Linked DNA regions of Mus musculus: region 2 is linked to region 1. The links are chromatin contacts, called in public HiChIP or PLAC-seq maps. All regions are on one chromosome and are shown on one strand. The core of a region is the stretch at or near the end of the contact, and the rest is flanking DNA. Distances in the headings are between cores, read along the strand shown.

Region 1 (5,266 bases), core at 1,017-3,516:
CTGCTCACAGTCATTTGAACTTCTCTCCAGCCTCTGCTTCTACTTTCTTGCCTGTGGAGTATGTGACTAAGCCCCGGGCTCCAACCCACTGCACAAAATAAACTTCCAAGGTGGCTAGGACACACCTTAAATGCTCCTGACAGTCTGGCTTCAATCTGTACCCACCAAGCTGGCTGCAGATATGTAGTTCACTCTCATTCTCTCTGGGAAGTGCCACAGGCTTGATCAAGGTCACCTCATCTTCAGGGCAACTGGCTTTCGCACATCCTCTCCTGGGGGGAGGGGGGGTGGCTGCCTTGACTGTCCTTGAGTCTGCAGGGGGGATCTGCAAGAGTGCTGACCCAGGCTACATCTGTACTCATGGGGCAAAGCCAGCATCAGAGAGGAGTCCAGGCAGTAGTGATGGGAAGGTATCAGCTGCTCAGGTCTGATCTGGGGAATCAGGTGTCACAGGGACAAGGGGTCAAGGGTTGGGCAGCTGGTCCTGACATGGTCTGGACAAACAAAACAGCCCAAGGATCTGAAGCCTGATCATCAGGAAAAGATGAGGGGAAGCCCCAAACTCCAGGGCTGGAGCTTCAGACACGGTAGATGTTGCAATGAATGGATAAATAAACGAACAAAGAAACTTCTATAGGGCTCTGTGTTCTGAATCCTGCCTTCCCCAGCCTGTCTGCTCACCTCCTACCTGACTTTACACCTGTCTGTGGAAGGCTGAAAAAAACCTTCCTGCCCTTTCTCGGGGTACAACGCACCCAAGATCTTCCGGCATTCCCTGGGTCCTGGGGTTTAGGACATTTGTTGAGGCCCTCTTGATTGTAGATGCTTTGGAAAGCTTAAGCAAGAATCCAGACTCACTCCTGCATCGTAGAGGACACAGTGTCCCAGTCCCGGACTTGGCCCTAGGTGTTCCCCGGGTCAGAAAAAGGGAAAACACTCAGGTTTGCTGTCCTTGGGACTTAGAGGGGCAGAAAGGTGCTCTGACCCGAAATGGTTTCTTCATTCAGGGTACCTCCCTCCCCCAAACTAGCTGTTCACTGAGAGGGCTTGTCCTCTCCCTGTTCTGCAGGGAGCACAAAGAGGGACTGGATAAAGAGCCCCACTGAGACCTGAGCTGGGGTCTCAGAGTCAGAAAATAAGAGACTCATCCTCTCAAACACGCCCCTTCCCTGCCCTCTCAGACAAAGGCACACACCCAAAGCCCCAGCTGTCACCCAGAGCTGCAGAATGCAGGCACCTCTCACCTTTGGGCGCCCCAAATTTTCTCTTTCCTGTGGGGAGGGTGGGTGTCACTTAAGAACTCAGCTTGGTCTTTGGGAGATGATAGTTACGTGTCTTTATTCTTCAAAGGACCTAAGGTCTAAGGCTCCAGGCTATTCCGGGGAGACTCTCCACCTTCTAACCCCTCTCCAGGGCGTCGCAACTCCTCTCTCCCGGGGTCCGAAGCTGTGCCCAAATCTCAGGGTTGGGGTGGAAGGTGGGGGAAGGGAGAGGAGGAGGGGGCGGCTCCTCCAAGCGAGACACAAAGAGACGTCCTTCAGCCTCGGCTCCATGGCGACGCTGAGGAGGGGGAGCGCGCACTCTGGACTTCCTTCCCCACCTGCAGGACTCTAGGGACCTCGGTACCACTCACCTGCCGCCCCTCACCTGGGTCCCACTTACCTGGGCTGGGGCCGCGGGGACGCCGCGGCAGGGGGCCTGGGCGCCGTGTCGATCTTCGTCTGCCCGGCCCGAGAGGGGCTCAGGGCACCACTACCACCATGAGCCGGGACGCTGAAGGCGTCGCAAGGGGCTTGGTCGCCCGGGTCCCGAGGCTTTGGGGTGCCCGCGGCTTCTCGTTAGCAAGAGGATCTTGCTGTCCTAGGTTTGGGGTCCCTGTGTGCCGGAGTAGCGGATTAGGGAGGCTAGCGCCCCAAGCCTGGGTCTCTCTGTGTCTTGAGGTGTGCGGTTGTAGCAAGCAGATCTTGGGGGGCCCGGGTTGGATCGGTCGCTGCGTCCCAGCAGCCGCGTGCGAGGATGGAGGTCACCGCTCAGCCGCTGGGGGGTTCGGGCGCCGCCGCTGCGAGCAGCCCGGCCCTGCGGGCTCCTGCCCCGGCCTGGCGCGGGCTGAGGCTGCGGCTCCGGCTGAGGCTCCCGCTCCGCCCGGCACTCGGGCTCCAGCGCCGGTGCCCGCCCGGGCTGCGCTCCATCGCGGCCTCGCGGCTCCGCCTCCCGCCGGCGCGTACCTGCCCGCCCGCCGCTCCGCCCTCCGCCTCGCGCGCCGCCGCACGCGCCTTTGTCCGCCGCGCCGGGTGCGCGCTCCGCGCACGCGCACTCCCGCCGCGCCCTCCCGCCAGGCGCCACGGGCCTGGACCTCCCCACCGCCGCGGGAGCCGCACGATGCCCCGCCCGCTTTCCGGCCACGCGGGGTCCTAAGGCCCGCCGGTCATTGGCATAAGCTTCTTTTTCTAGGTCAGAGCCCAGGAGGGGGCCAGAACGAGGTTAGAGAGGGCTCGGGGGAGTCACAGAGGGTCACCTGGTCCAGCTGCTTGGTCCCCGAGGGGCTAGACTGTCCCAGACTATTCCAGCCTGTGCTTGTGGGGCGGAGCCTGGATCTGTTTCAAAGAAGAAAAATAAATCCGAGCTCTCCTATTCAGAATGCACTCGCTCATTCAACTACCGGTCCATCTGTTCACCCGCCTGTCTGCCCATTCATCCTTCCACCTATCCATTCGATTTCCAGGGGACCTCATAAGACTACTAGGCTACTCAGAGACCTGGGGTCTGTGGGGCCGTGCAGGGTTCAGGCAGAACTTTCGAGCTCTGCTGTAGGGAGACCGCGAAGTAAGTTTAAGGAAAAGCTGGGATTAAAGGTGTATAGCAGAACGGAAGAAGGGGGTGGGGGGTTCCTGGCTGAAGCAGCAGCTGTGCAAAGCCACCCGGGTGTGAAGAGCTTTGTTCATTAACCGGAAATTGTAGCCTGGATGCAGGTGGGGCGATCGAGCAGAGATGGCGACAGAGTGGGAACAACGAACGCATCCTTCCAGAGGCCCAGTCTCCCATGCAGCATACTATTTTATTCATAGAAAAAGCCCCCGACGCACCCAAAATCTCTCCTCCTTTTAATCTCTGATCAGATTGTTTTCTCAAATTAGCATCCTCTTCCAACCACTCCAGCTGCTGGTAGAACTTTTAGAGCTGGTTATTGCAAACTCAGGTAGCCTTAGGTGGAGCTGGGAAGACGGCTTATTAAGTAAAGTGCTTGCCAGGCAAGCATGAGGGACTTGAGTTCCTCCAGTGCCATGACACCTGTAGTTCCAGCCCTGGGAAGGCAGAAACAGGTGGATCCCAGGGACCAGCCTGATCTGATCCGTGAGTTCCAGTGAAAGACCCAGTCTCTGAATAAATAAATAAGTACGGGAGGGGAGAAGGGGAACCAAGCGAGATGCTGCTAAAGACCAGGGTTCAGGCCCCCAGGACTCAGCTATGGCTGGGCAGGTGTAGCAGCCTAGAATCCCAGCATTTAGGAGGCAGACAGGATCCCCAGAGCAAGCTGACTAGCAAGACTAGCCGAATGAGTCAGCTCTAGGTTCAAGTGAGAAACCATGCCTCAATTTGTAAAATAGAGAACAAGAGAATCAACCTCCGTCTGCACATGCACACACATGCATGTGCACCCCACATACATGCAAACACACACATATGCATGCATACCACGCACCCACAAAAAGTTAAATGAGCTGGGGAGGGATTGAAGAATACACCTGATAATGTCAACTTCTGCCCTCTACACACACACACACACACCTAAGTTGAATAAACTACAGACAGGAACTAGAAATGTGGCTCAGTCTTGGCATAGGGAAGACCCTGGACTCAGTCCCCAGAACTGGACGAAGAAACGAAGAAACAAACACCCAAAGCTGATGCGCAGACTTCTGCTTGGCAGCCCACACTACTGCTACTGCTACTTGTAATCCTAGCCCACCTTCCTCCCACTTTTACTGAAAGTTAGTTTTCTGGAAACCAGGTCCTTTGTGGGCACCAGCTCTGTTGAGAACAATGTCTCTTAGGTTGCATTCCTAATGAGCTTGCCAAGCATCCCCTGTCCCCTCCAGGGTAAAGCTTACGCTGTATTGTGGTGTGAAGGAAAATGGCCTCCATAAGTTCTTAGAGAGTGGCACTGTTAGGAGCTGTTACCTTGTTGGAGGAAAGTGTGTCATTGGGGGTAGGCTTTGAAGTTTCAAATGCTCAAGCTAAGCCCAGGGTCACTCTCTCTTCTTGCTGCTTGAGGAAATGGGTATAGAACTCTCAGCTACCTCTTCAGCGCTCTGTCTGCCTGTCTGCTTCCATGCTTCCCGCCATGATATTGGGTTAAACCTCTGAACTGTAAGCCAGTCCCAACTAAATGTTTTCTTATAAGAGTGTCTGTGGTCACGGTGTCTGTTCACAGCAACAGAAATCCAAAGATGCCCTGTGCTGCAGGCTGTCAGCATCTAGTGCCTGCTTGCCACACCAGTCCAGGGAATCTCTCTTCTCCACTCAGCCTTGGCATCAGCAAGCTCTTCTGGAACATCAACTTCTTGCTTTTCCACATCTTTGTACATTTGGTTCCTTCCGTCCATAACACCAACCTTGTCTGCTAATTTCCACACAAGTTATCCTCTAAAACAATTCTGTAGCTGCCTGCTCTCTTCCACTTCATCCCAGCCTCCCTGCCTTTCCCCCGCCCCTTCCAAAATGAGGTATTGGTGCTTCAAACAAGCAACTTGGCAGGGCTGGGGGTGTCTGTGTGAGTGACTGGGTGTAAGAGCAGGAGACTGGAAGAGAAAGGGTATCTTCTTGTGTCTTATAACGGAGTCCCCAGACACTGGAGCTGAGAGTACATCCTCATTCAGGGAAACAGGCCTTGACATGTTCTTGGCCATGGTTGTTGCTATAGCCGGCTCTTAAATGTCTCCCAAGGGCATATATCAAGAGCTTGGTCCTTGCACTGGAGAGATGGCTCAGTGGTTAAAAGGACTGGCTGCTCTTCCAGAGGTCCCAGTTCACAACGGTCTGTAACTTCGGTTCCAGGAGATCTGGTGCCCTCCTTTGACCTTCTAGAGCACCGAGCATGCATGCAAGTAATGCACAGATATACACACAGGCAACAACCTCATAAAGGAAGATAAAATAATTAAAAATACCTTTTAAAACAACAAGGAAAGCTTGGGCCTCAAGCTTCGTGCTATTGAATGGTGATGGGAACCTTTAAAAGGTGGGGCGTGGTGGGATGTTTCAGGTA
Region 2 (5,266 bases), core at 1,914-4,413, 190 kb after region 1:
GTTTAATGAAACCCTCCTTGAATGAAGTTCTTCCCTTTTCTGTTCAAAAAATCCCAACAGGCAGGTTGAGGCTGACTGCTCATACAGCTCCCGGGGAGGTTCCAGAAGGATATGTGGTGGTTCCTATTGTTTGTCAGCGTGACAGGACCTAGGATCAGGCCTGTGGGGGAGTTTCAGACTGGGTTAACTGAGGTGGGAAGACCCATCAAGCAGTAGATAGTGCCGTTCTATGGGCTGGGATCCCAGACTGAAGAAAAAGGAGCAAACTAGCAGAAGAAGCGGCCTGTGTCTCTCACCCATCACCACCGTGTTTGCAACATGATCATCTGCTACCCTCCTGCCACGGTGACTTCAGGGATGAGTGCAAAATCCTTAGTCGCTTTTGTCACAACAACCAGAAAAGTAGTTAATACAAATGGCCACCATGTTAAGACAGATGGCCACCATGGCCACCATGTCAAGGCTTGCTAGGCCACTGAGCTAAGAGTCGCACACCCAGGGCTGAAGCCTGGTTCTGCTTTTGCCCTTGAGTTTGAATCTCAGCCTCAGTTTCCCCGATGATAGGGAAATACAGAAGCCACTGCCCTACAGAGCTGTTGGGACTCACATAGTTGAAGAGAACAGACACTCAAAAGCTGTTCTCTAGAGACTGGAGAGATGGCTCAGTGGTTAGAGCACTGACTGCTCTTCCAGAGGTCCTGAGTTCAATTCCCAGCAACCACATGGTGGATCACAACCATCTGTAATGGGTCTGATGCCCTCTTCTGGTGTGTCTGAAACAGCTACAGTGTATTCATATACCTAAAATAAGTAAACAATTCTTAAAATAAAACCTGTTCTCAGACTCTGTAGGCCCACTGTGGCACATGCATGCCCCCACACATATGATAAACAAATATAATATTAACAGAGCATATACAATTGAAGTGCTATTAGTATAAAGTTCAGAATGATTACATAAGAGCCAAAGGGTCACTGGGGGAAAATGAACATTTTTTTAAAAAGAATTATTTATTTATTTTATGTATATAAGTACATTGTAGCTGTATTCAGACATGCCAAAAGAGGGCATCTGATCCCATTACAGATGGTTGTGAGCCACCATGTGGTTGCTAGGAATTGAACTCAGGCCTTCTGGAAGAAAAGTCACTGGGCCATCTCTCCAGCCCGAAAATGAACCTTTTAAATGAGTTGCTGTATAGTTTCTTCTCAGCACATTTTGGGCTTTCCCATATGCTTTCTGTGGTGTTCATGGCATGTAACATGGAGATGCCGCCGCCTCTGTAGATCTCTGGAGGTGTTGGAGGCCTCTAGTCTTTTCTATTTGATTGGCTCCAGGTCCCAATCCCTAGCAATTTTTAGTTTTTTTTTTTTTTTTTTTTTTTTAATTGGAAGTGGATGAGCAGGGCTGGAAGTTCTGCTCTTGACCTCTAGGAGGCAGCAGAGGGAAGCAAACTAGAGCGGGGGGGGGGGGGCGGGGGGGCGGCTGGGGGGGGGTGAGTGGAAACCAGCCCAGAAAGAAGGGGCTGTTTCAGAGGCACTGCAAACTGTCTTTCTCGCCAGTGGTCCCAAGTTTCCCTCCTAATGACTAGGATAAAACAAACCACTATAAAGACAGAAAATGTGGAGCCAAGCCAGCCACCCCAAGGTTTATTTTGAGTGGTGATATGTTTTAACCTGAATGCTCACCTCATCGGAAGGCACCACAGATGTCGGCTATGGAAGGTCAGAGGAACCCAGAGTGGTCCTAGACTCTGACCTTACTCTACTCCTCCCTGAGCCTCTGCTCCCCGGTTGATATTTGGGTATGCAAGGAATTTGAGGAGAACTCCATAAAGCTTCCGTTATAATCCTTTGGATGATGTGCCTAACATATGCAGTTGGTGCTAATCAGCACCCTTTCCTCCCTGACGTCTGAGGCAACGCCAGCTTGCTGGGTGCCGGGCTTCCTGAGCACTCTTGCTGCTGCCGTTTAGAGTGTGTATATGGTGGGCTCCGGCTCTTCTCTGAGCGTGGCTGAGTTCTGAGTTCGATGCTCCCTCTCATCACAGAGCTGGCTTCAGTACTTGGCATGAGCAGGATGTGAGCCTTCTGTCACATCTGCCACCTACATGCACCCACCCTGCCTGCTCTCAGAGCAGGAAACAGCCGCAGGCATGATGCCATTCTTCCTCTGCCCCCAGCCATCGCTGGGTCAAAGCTTCAACCTGTGCAGGTCCTGAGAGAGCAGCCCTCCCAACTGCAGCCACATCTTCGTACGCACGCTGTGCTTCCTTCTGCCAAAGGCTTGTGCAGATAGTGGATGAAGCCACTGAGCAGCCTCAGTTTTCCTCATTTGTAAGACAGACAAAATGAACCCATTGAGAGTTGAGACTGACAGGATGGGGACACTGTGACAAACAGCACACACTGCTGCCATCTTCCCTGTGCCTGCAGCAGATGAGAAACTGAGGCAGGTAGGTAGGGGTCCAAGAAATGGCCCAGGTGCATTGGCCAAATGTGCTGGAAGCAGGATTGTCACCCAGAACTGTTTGCCTGCAGTGGGACCATGGGTTGCCTTGTCCCAGGTTTACTGTGCTGTGTCAGGAGGCCCCACACCCCCTGATGTCTGTCCTCTTCTGCCCTGTCACCGTCACTTCGGTAACTACAGGATTCTTAGCCATCACCTTATTAATGTCTTCCCTTGGAACTGAAGCTCCTTAAAGGTGCAGCCCTAGTATGTCTTTTTTATTGTCTTTGCCATTGTGTCTTGCATTTTAAGACAACGTCTCATGATGTAGCACAGAGTGATCTTGAACTAATGACTAACCTGCCTCCCAAGTACCAGGATGACAGTCATATGCCACTCAGCCTGGCTTCCTATGTTGTCTTGTTCATGGATACCCTAGTGTGTAGTACAAAGACTGAGAGAAACTTCCTGAAGAGCTCAAAGGGCCGGCAATGCTGGCATTGAAGAATAACCTGAGAGGCTGGGGGCAGGGCACTTGCCTCACGTATATGGGCCTGGATTTTACACTGGGCAGCGCAAACAACGGAGCGGAGGAGGAGTTCCAGCCCATCACTGTCTAATGAGGCCCGTTCCTTTCTCCCAGGAGACTCTGCCCTCTGGGAGGGAAGGCTTTAATTGTACAGAGCTCTGGGCCCCTCCCTCTTCTAAAAACCCTGCCCAAGTAGCATGGCCGTGCTGGTGTCTTGAGCAGGGGAATGAAGTAGGCTTTTGGCTTGGACACTGTGAGATTGTTTAAAAACTTCCCCAGTAATTGGCAACTGCCTAATCACTTGCTATAATTAGGAGAGCCTAGAGGCTTGGGGGCTCTGTTCTGCAGGGTTAGGAATGAGGAAGCTTAGAAGGAGGCGGCTTACAGCAGCTGACTCCAAGGAAGTGTGGAAATCCAAGTCCCCTGGGGATTATGCCCCTTCAAAGCGTGTTTGTATTTCCTGAAAAGTACCACTTTCATTTTTAATAGCAACTATTTTTTCTGGTAAATTTTTTTTTTATGTAAAACAAATGTACAATTCCCAGCTGTACAGCCAGTGAGGTTTCATGAGCTGAACACACAGCCTGTCCCAGCCACCGTCCCCTTCCGAGGGCAGTCATTGTCCTGCACTTGAACATGGGAGTCAGGGCTGGGACGGTAGCTCAGATGGGAAAGTGTTTGCCACACAAACGTGAGGGCCCAACATCAGCACCCACTTAAAAACCCAGCCGTGGCAGAGCAGACTTAGGATCTCAGGGCTCAGGAGGCAGAGATGGTCAGCCAGCCTAGCCTAAGCCAAAGCCCAAGGTCCTAGTGAGGGACCCTGTTTCAAAAACCAAGGTGGGCACTCCTAAGGAATGACACTGGAGGTTGACCTTTGAACCTTGGTGCCCCCCCCCCCCCGCCGAGAGAGAGAGAGAGAGAGAGAGAGAGAGAGAGAGAGAGAGAGAGAGAGTCTCACACTCAAAGGCACCTGTTGCCTGGCAAGCTCCCTAAGTGCTGGGAAGGTAGAGACCCTGTGGTCGCTCTGGCTTCTCTACAGGGGTGTCAACAAACTTCTGCCAGACGCAGTTGCAGGCCTAGTGCTGGAAGGTAAATTGATCTTGTAAGAGAAGCCGAGAACCTGCGTTTTTATGGCAAATCTTGGATTCTTGAATGTGGCCAATGAGGAAATGTTGGCGCATATGGTACTAACTTCATCCAAGCCAAACCAAACATGCTTCTGGCCGGATTTGAACCGCTAGCTGCCAGTGTAGGGGATCTGGAGGGCCCCAGGCCCATCAGAGAAACAGGTCTGAAGATAAACCTCACCGTTTAGATTAATTCACTAACACTGGGGGTCAGAGAGGGAGCGACAGCAGTTGCTAGGGCAGCAGGAGTGGAGGTCAATCGTAGGAAGGACACTCAGGATGAGGTGGCAAGGCCATTCCAGTGGGAACAGCTTGATGGATGTGCAGAGTCAGGGACCACAGAGGAGTTTGGTGTTGTCATGTGCTGTACCACAGAGCCGCAACCACAGTGAGATGTGAGCAGAGATGTGAGCAGAAGCCGGTGGTGTTCGCAGGGCAAGCCGAGGTGAGACGGGGCTGAACCTTCTGCAGCAGGTGCAGAGGTGGGCAGCTCAGGTGAGGGCTGGGGACAGGAGCCTATTGGCCGGCCTTGGCTGCGTCAGTAGGATGAAGTGAGTACCAAGGTCTTGGGTGCAAATTCCTAGTTCCTTAAACCATACCCAACCCTTGTCTGTTACCAAGGTCAATGTAGCTACGACTGTTAGTTCATTATGTAGCCCAGGATTCCCCGGAACGCATAATCCTCCTGCCTCAACTTCTGGGGTTACAGGGTGTGCCACCCTGCCTGGATGCAGCTCTGCCATTATTTGGTATGAAAATATCCATGGTATCCAAAGGGCTTTCTGATACATTGAGAGGGTTTTCAGGAAGGCATACCTGAAAGGTAGCTCCTCCTACTGGTCTCTACTATCAGCTCTGGTAGAACATTCAGCAAGCACAAAATCAATCCCAATTTGAATTTTTCTCTATGAGCCCCTGACCTTGCAGATGCCCCTGAAAACCTCCTTACATTCCGTGTTCCATTTTGCCTTAAACAAATCATGCTGGGTCTGCCTTTCAAATCACCCCAGGAGGGACTGGTTGCGGCTCTGTGGTACAGCACTTGCCTAGCAGACATGACCCTGGGTCCCATCCAACCCTGGGTTTCATTGCCTAGAGCAAGCAAGCAAACAGAAACAACCCAGAGCTTTCTTGGCCTTTGGATGATCCTGCCTGAAC

What was found. HiChIP or PLAC-seq counts read pairs in DNA pulled down with a chosen protein or histone mark.
Region 2: a contact with region 1 is called in an H3K4me3 HiChIP or PLAC-seq map of bone marrow-derived macrophages, with 2.6 times the contacts expected there. The contact joins the enhancer-like site here to the promoter of Sbk1 in region 1. A contact is called at or near these places in 1 of 39 promoter capture datasets (stem cell-derived epiblast-like cells), 1 of 484 Hi-C or Micro-C datasets (pro-B cells) and 2 of 115 datasets of contacts at active chromatin or transcription factors (bone marrow-derived macrophages and embryonic stem cells).

What each region holds. Positions count from the first base shown.
Region 1 is chr7:126,269,496-126,274,761 of GRCm38.p6, reverse strand. Sbk1 (SH3-binding kinase 1) reads right to left here and starts at 2,266. Exons shown (of 4, transcript NM_145587.3): 1 at 1,663-2,266.
Region 2 is chr7:126,084,503-126,089,768 of GRCm38.p6, reverse strand. No RefSeq gene overlaps it. Among named protein-coding and RNA genes, the nearest start is that of Gsg1l, 4.7 kb to the right of the region's middle. Within about 2 kb of position 3,163, at least 26 of the 459 cell types and tissues checked have an H3K27ac peak or open chromatin away from gene starts, as enhancers often do. A contact at or near this core is called in bone marrow-derived macrophages, where this site is marked.